Regions from separate parts of the Mus musculus genome. Here region 2 is linked to region 1. The links are chromatin contacts, called in public promoter capture Hi-C maps. All regions are on one chromosome and are shown on one strand. Each heading gives the region's core, a stretch centred on a gene start, on an enhancer-like site or on the middle of the called end of the contact. The rest is flanking DNA. Distances are from core to core; before and after follow the strand shown. Region 1 overlaps Rfc1 (replication factor C (activator 1) 1). Region 2 overlaps Klb (klotho beta).

Region 1 (3,367 bases), core at 267-2,766:
GGTCTGCTGTCTGTCCTGCTAAGCCTTTCTTATAGAACCCAGGACCATCAGCCCAGGGATGGCCCAACCCACAATGGGCTGGGCCCTCCCCCACTGATCACTAATTGAGAAAACGCCTTACAGCTGGATTTCACAGAGGTATTTCCTTACCTGAGGCTCCTTCCTTCTAAGGTCTGGCTTATGTCAAGTTTACACAAAACCAGCCAGTACCGTGGCCCTAGACAGTAAGAGGGGGAGGCAAGGAGGGTGCCAGGACACAGGAGGCAGACTAACTATATGAAGTGGCACTGCTGCAGGGCACGGTGCACAGGGCTCTGTACCACCTGCAGCCACGGCATCTCCTGAGCGCCTAGTAACACATCCTCCACCTATAAGGGAAAATGGATGTTTTTATAATAGCCAATTCAATAACAGGTTTAAGGTGGGGTTTGTTTTTTTTTTCTTTAATTTTCTTTAGATTTTTTTTAAAAAGACTTGTGTCCTGGAACTTACTATGTAGACTAGGCTGGCCTTGAATTAACCTCGAGATTCACCTGCTTCCTCAATGCTGGGATTATAGGCATGCACTACCACACCCAGCCAGAATAATAGCATTAAAAAAAAAAAAAAAAAGAAGTGACAAACACCACTAAAGCCAAAGAAAATTCTAAAGTTTGACTTTAGAAAAATATACACTGTAGATTAACACAGACACACACACACGCACACACACACACACACACACACACGAGCTGATCACTGCACTATGACAGGGCACCCACCTGACACACAAGAGAAGCTGTAGTGGTTTTGCCAACACCTGGAGGGCCAGACAGCAGAGCTGCCTTGAAACTGGAGCCATCATCTTTGCTGGCAAGTTTGCCAAACTTTGCTGCTAGGGAAGAGAAGTTCCAGAGCATTAACATGCACCATATTTCAGACACTCCAGATCAGAAGGAACCATTTATGAACTGCCCGAGAGCTTTGCAAAGCAGAGAGGAGAGTGCAGACCAAAAGCAAATGGCAATGTAATGAGGCTGTAGGTCACTGTGCCAGTGCTTACCTCAGCTTCTTCCAGTTTCCTTAAGGGCCCTGGGCATTCTCTCTCTCACAGGCCTTCAGACACTGGCACTGGTTGTTCCTCCAGCCCAATACCACACCCATCTCCCTTAGCCCAGCTGTCTGCTACCTGGACTCCAAGGTCGCTCCAGGGCTGAGCGCTCACACCCTCTTCCTTGACTACACACCAGCATCCCCAGAGCTAGCTCCCTGTACTTACCCTACAAAAGCACTTGGCACATGCATTTTAACAGCTGGCTCATAATCTCCCCACTCTCTGGGGGCCCCTGAAGGGCCTGCTTTGTTCACAGAAGCACCACCAGGGCCTAGAGCACTTGGGCACTCAACAAGCCTCGATAAATACTTGATGACAGGCAAATGAACCATGCATGAGCCTTTGGCCATGAATACAACTGAGCACTACATATGTTGACAGACACACAGAAAATGACTAAAGTTGTGAAATCACCATGTTTTTTCTCTTCAGGAGAACTCTTGTGCCAGTTTCTGAGCCAACGTAGTAATTTGTTGGCACAGCTCTGGTCACCCTGCTGTCCGATTATGTTCTTGAGTGAGGCGGGCTTGTACTTATCCACCCAGAGCAGACATTCCTCTTTGTTGCTACTGCGGTTGCCATGTGTCTCCTTGACATCCAGGCCCCTTGGGCACGTGCTTGCCTCCTTCTTCACTGCCTTCATAGGACTGTTCTTTAGGAGAGTCAGCTTGCACTTTTTAGACTCTGACTCCTTCTTGGCTGGACTAATTTTTCTTTTTCCTTGATCATTTTTTTGGGGTGTTCGCTCCAATTTGGACTTTTCTTTCTTCATCTGCAGGGGAAATCAAAAAGGCCTGATGAAACACAGAAGATTCCTGTCCTGCCACACACTCCCCAGAGGCAAACTGACACAGCCAAGTGACTGGGCTGCTGTCACAATGGGCTATCAGTGTCTGCAGTCACCATTTTCCAAACTTCACAAACATTAACAACACGCCCAGAAAGCCAATACAGTCATCATTTTTAAAATAAAGACAGGATCATGAGGTAAACAACTTGCTTTAAAGCTTCTTGACTACGTAAAACCAACGTCTCCTCTAAAACGCACATATACAACGTCACAGCAGTGCTGTGTTACATGGTGCACATGCGCATTACAGCCATAAAAGAAGAGCCCAAACATCCACTGGGGAACTCAGCATAAACAAAAAATGACTGAGATCCACCCAATGGAATATTATTTAACTATAAAAAGGAATGGATACTAATATATACAACTTGGTTCGCCTAGAAACCATTACAGAAAATAAAAGGGCTAAAACCAGAAAATTTTACTTATACAAAATGTCCAAAATAGGTAAATCCTTAGAACAGAGCATAGTGGCCACCAGGCAGAGGGTATGACAAGCGACTATCATTAAGTATAGGATTTCTTTTTGGAGGTAATGACAGAGTCTGGAATGAGATGCAGTAACTGGGTCAACAAGATGGCTCACTGGGTAAAGGCACTTGCCACCAAGCCTACTGACCTAACTTCAATCCTCAAAACCCTCACTGTGAAAGGACAGAACCAACTCAAGGAAGATGTCCTCTGACCTTCACATGTACCCAGACATAAATACATGTAGTCAATAATAAATAAATGTAATTTTTTAAATTGTATGTACATTGCTGTTCTGCCTCCATGTATGAGTAGGGTCCCTGGAGCTGGAGTCACAGACAGTGTCACTCAGTTGCCATGTGAGTGCTGCAAATTGAACCTGGGTTCCCTGAAAGAGGAGCCAATGCTCTTAACTGCTGAGCCACTTCTTTAGCCCCCTAAATAAATGTAATTTTTTAATTAAATACTAATGATCACTGCACAGGTATGAATTACATTTTTTAAAAAGCGAGTTTAAAAAAATGGAAATAATATCTTAATTTCTAAAACAGTTAAACGCCTTCCAGCAATGCTAGAACTTATTATAACTACCTAGTTAGGGCGGAGGTTTCTGGAGATATAAGGTAACTATCCACTCAGCAAAGCTATAAGCTACAGAGCAGAAAGTCTTCTCACTCACGGAGACCCGCAGACACGATCTCAACCAACTGATCAAGGTATATCATTATCGTGTGTGAGACACACTGAGCAGGACACAATATCGTGTTCTTCCCAAACTGGGTAACACAACCTAACTGTGAGAAACATCACACGATGCTATGACAGTCTACAAACAGCTAAGCAGAAGAAACTGAGGAAACAGAACCACCGTAGGCTGGAGGAGGCTGAAGCAGTGCAAGCCAATAGGACCCTGGAGCAGACAAAGGACAACAGGAACCAATGTGCCGTGAGGC
Region 2 (3,367 bases), core at 562-3,061, 78 kb after region 1:
GCAGGAGGATCTCTGAATTTAAAGCCAGTCTGGTCCACAGAGTAAGTCCCAGTACAGTCAGGAATATATAGTGAGTCTCTCATGAAATGCTCCCCACCTCATACAGAAAGAAAGAAAGAAAGAAAGAAAGAAAGAAAGAAAGAAAGAAAGAAAGAAAGAAAGAAAGAAAGAAAGGAAGCTGAGTATGGTGTTTCATGCCTGTGATTTCAGCACTTAGGAGGCTGAGGCAGAAAACTTATATGAGTTTGGAACCAGCCTGAATTATAATGGTAAAACTATCTCAAAAATATAAAAAAGGGGGGGGGGACAACTGTGGGATGGCTTAGCAGGTACGGTGCTTGTTGCTAAGCCTGATGACCTAAATTCAACCCCCGAAAACCTACATGCTGAAAAAGAAAAGCAATTCCCACAAGTTGTCTGCTGACCTCCACATTCATACCATGGCAGCTGAGGGTGTGTGTGCGCACACACACACACATACACACAAATGTAACTAAAAAAAAAAAAGTACAAATGCCTGGCCAAAAAAAACACCACTGAATATATAAATTTTACAAAGCATTTTAGGTGTACATTTACTTCTAAAACTAGACATGAAAATATGCCACAAAATGCTTCTTCTTCTATGAGCAAAAGAATTGAAATGATACACAGTGTTTATTAGATAGATAAGAAATGCCAGCCGGGCGTGGTGGCGCATGCCTTTAACCCCAGCACTTGGGAGGCAGAGGCAGGCGGATCTCTGAGTTCGAGGCCAGCCTGGTCTACAAAGTGAGCTCCAAGACAGCCAGGGCTACACAGAGAAACCCTGTCTCGGAAAAAAAAAATAAAGAAAAGAAAGGAAAAGAAATGCCAGCGTTTGCATCTGTGTGTAGTAAAAACTTTTCCCCCAGCGCTGGAGAATCAAAGGCAGCCAAAGCTCTGTCACTGGGCTACACTGGGATTTTAACTATTGGTAATTTAGTCCATAGATTGTTTTTGTTTTTTGTTTTTTCGAGACAGCGTTTCTCTGTATAGTCCTGGCTGTCCTGAAACTCACTTTGTAGACCACGCTGGCCTCGAACTGAGAAATCCACCTGCCTCTGTCTCCCGAGTGCTGGGATTAAAGGCGTGCACCACCACGCCCGGCTAGGTATTTTGTTTTAAATTTGCTTTTTTTTTTTTTTTTTTTGACAGAATTTCTCCATGTATTCATGGCTGTTCTGAAACTCACTCTGTACTCTGTAGACCAGGTTGGCCTCGAACTCACAGAGATCCATCTGCCTCTGCCTCCCGAGAGCTGGAGTTAAAGGCATGCGCCACCACTGCTTTATGGTGTATGCCTGACATGGTAACACACACCCTTAATTTCAGCATTTGATAGGCTGAGTTACATGGTTCTTCGTGAGTTCAAAGCCAGCCTGGTTACTTAGCAAGACATAAGACAGCTAGGGCTACAGAGACAGACTTTGTCTTAAAAAATAAAATAAAATAAAAAAGGATTTCGTTTGTTGGGCGTGGGGCTGCTCACGTGCGGTGACTGAATCATGATGATCAAAAGGCTGTCTAGGGGAGTCCGTTTTCTCCGTCTACTCTGTGGGTCTCTGAGCTCAAAGTCACACTATCAGGTTTTGCAACAAGGCCCTTTACCCTCCGAGCCATCTCACTGACCCTACATTTACTTTAAATGAACTTTACACCACAGTCCTCAAGAACAGAGTTTTCTATAAAATGTAACCTATGTCAACACTTTTTTGTTCGCCACACACAAACGCTGACTAGCTTTGTGAAGTTCCTCAGGGACCAAGAGATTGCTTCACACTGTGCAAGAGGCACTTAGGGCACTAGGGCACAAAGGTTGGGAAATGCTAGGGCAGGACCTTACTGGCTCGAGCCTGAGCTTGAAATCAGCCTCTTTCTTCCTCATGCTCCCACCTTCTTGAGGGCTTTGCTGCAGTATTTCCTTGCATCATTAGTTGAGGAAACTTAGTGGGCATATGTTAAGTATATGACAAAGAATCAAATAGATTATTTTTAATGATTTTTCTTTTTAAAAATGTAAACATTTTGTTATATCTACTTATTTTTCTCTTATCATTTCTGGGAATTTAGACCGACCTGGCATCACTATGTAGTTCTGGCCATCCTGGAACTCACTATGTTGACTGAGCTGGCCTTGAAATCACAGGTATCCACCTGCCTTTGCCTCACCAGTGCCTGGATTAAAGCCAGGACCACCATGCCCAGCTGTTAATTTTTTATATATGTGTGTGATGGGATAGGCCTGTAATCCCAGCATTGGGAAGTGCGGACAGAGAGCCAAGAGGGCAAGATTACCAATTGCATAGCTAGCCTGAGCTACATGAGACCCTATTCCAAAAAGCCAAATGAATAAAAAATTTTTAAAAAAAATAGCTGGGTGCATGGGTTTAATCCTGGTACTCAGGAGGCAGAAGTAGGCGAACTCTGTGAGTTCAAGGCTAGCCTGGTCTACAGAGGGAGTCCCAGCATAGCCAGGGCTATACAGAGAAACCCTCTCTCTAAAAGACAAAAAATGAACAAACTAACAAAACAAAACCAAGGTCCTCCCACAGAGGGGCTGAGTGGCTCAGGGCACTCACTGCTCTTGCAGAGGATCTGTGTGGTAACTAACAACTTCCTCTGATTCCAGCGGGATCCCACACATCCTTAGTACCTCCTCAGGCAGCCACATACACATGGCGTGCCCACACACAGAACACACACATTAATGCAAACAAAATAAGCCTTACAATTATTAGGTGAACAAGACTCTGGATTTGATCTCCAGCATTAAAAAACAAACAAACAAAAAAAAACTTTAAAAAAAAAAAAACAATACTGAGTTGTGAACGCTGAGTGGTGAGCGTTCGTCAGGCTATTTATTTTTGTGTTCATTGTTCACAACTTTCACTAGCAAAGGTAAAAATAAAACAAGAAGTAAAAACCGGGTGTGGTGGTGCACACCTTTAATCCCAGCACTTGGGAGGCAGAGGCAGGCAGATTTCTGAGTTCGAGGCCAGCCTGGTCTACAGAGTGAGTTCCAGGACAGCCAGGGCTATACAGAGAAACCCAGTCTCAGAAAACCAAAAATAAAAAAATAAATAAATAAAAAATAACGGCGGGCTGCCAAGTCTGACAACCTGAGCTCACCCCACCCCCACTGCACGGTGAATGGAAAGAACCAGCCTCTTTACGTGCATGCACACGGTGGCAAATGCTGTCCCCACACACAAAAGAAATCTTAAAGATGTAGTTGAAGCTTAAAAAAATAAACGTGTAAATAATAGAAACGGCTGGGATAGTTTTATAAGATTAAATATGCCCATACTCTGAGCCCTTGGGAAGCTGAGGAGGTTCAGGAGTTGGA

What was found. Capture Hi-C pulls out chosen DNA fragments and counts their contacts.
Region 2: a promoter capture Hi-C map of adipose tissue shows a contact between it and region 1. The contact joins two enhancer-like sites. A contact is called at or near these places in 2 of 484 Hi-C or Micro-C datasets (bone marrow-derived macrophages and embryonic heart), 1 of 115 datasets of contacts at active chromatin or transcription factors (embryonic stem cells) and 3 of 9 other capture datasets (adipose tissue, liver and pancreatic islet).

What each region holds. Positions count from the first base shown.
Region 1 is chr5:65,277,950-65,281,316 of GRCm38.p6, forward strand. Rfc1 (replication factor C (activator 1) 1) reads right to left here. Exons shown (of 25, transcript NM_001347357.1): 13 at 1,508-1,865; 14 at 762-874. Among named protein-coding and RNA genes, the nearest start is that of Rfc1, 56 kb to the right of the region's middle. Within about 2 kb of position 1,517, at least 31 of the 459 cell types and tissues checked have an H3K27ac peak or open chromatin away from gene starts, as enhancers often do. A contact at or near this core is called in adipose tissue, where this site is marked.
Region 2 is chr5:65,355,335-65,358,701 of GRCm38.p6, forward strand. All of the region lies in intron 1 of Klb (klotho beta), which reads left to right. Among named protein-coding and RNA genes, the nearest start is that of Klb, 8.6 kb to the left of the region's middle. Within about 2 kb of position 1,812, at least 39 of the 459 cell types and tissues checked have an H3K27ac peak or open chromatin away from gene starts, as enhancers often do. A contact at or near this core is called in adipose tissue, where this site is marked.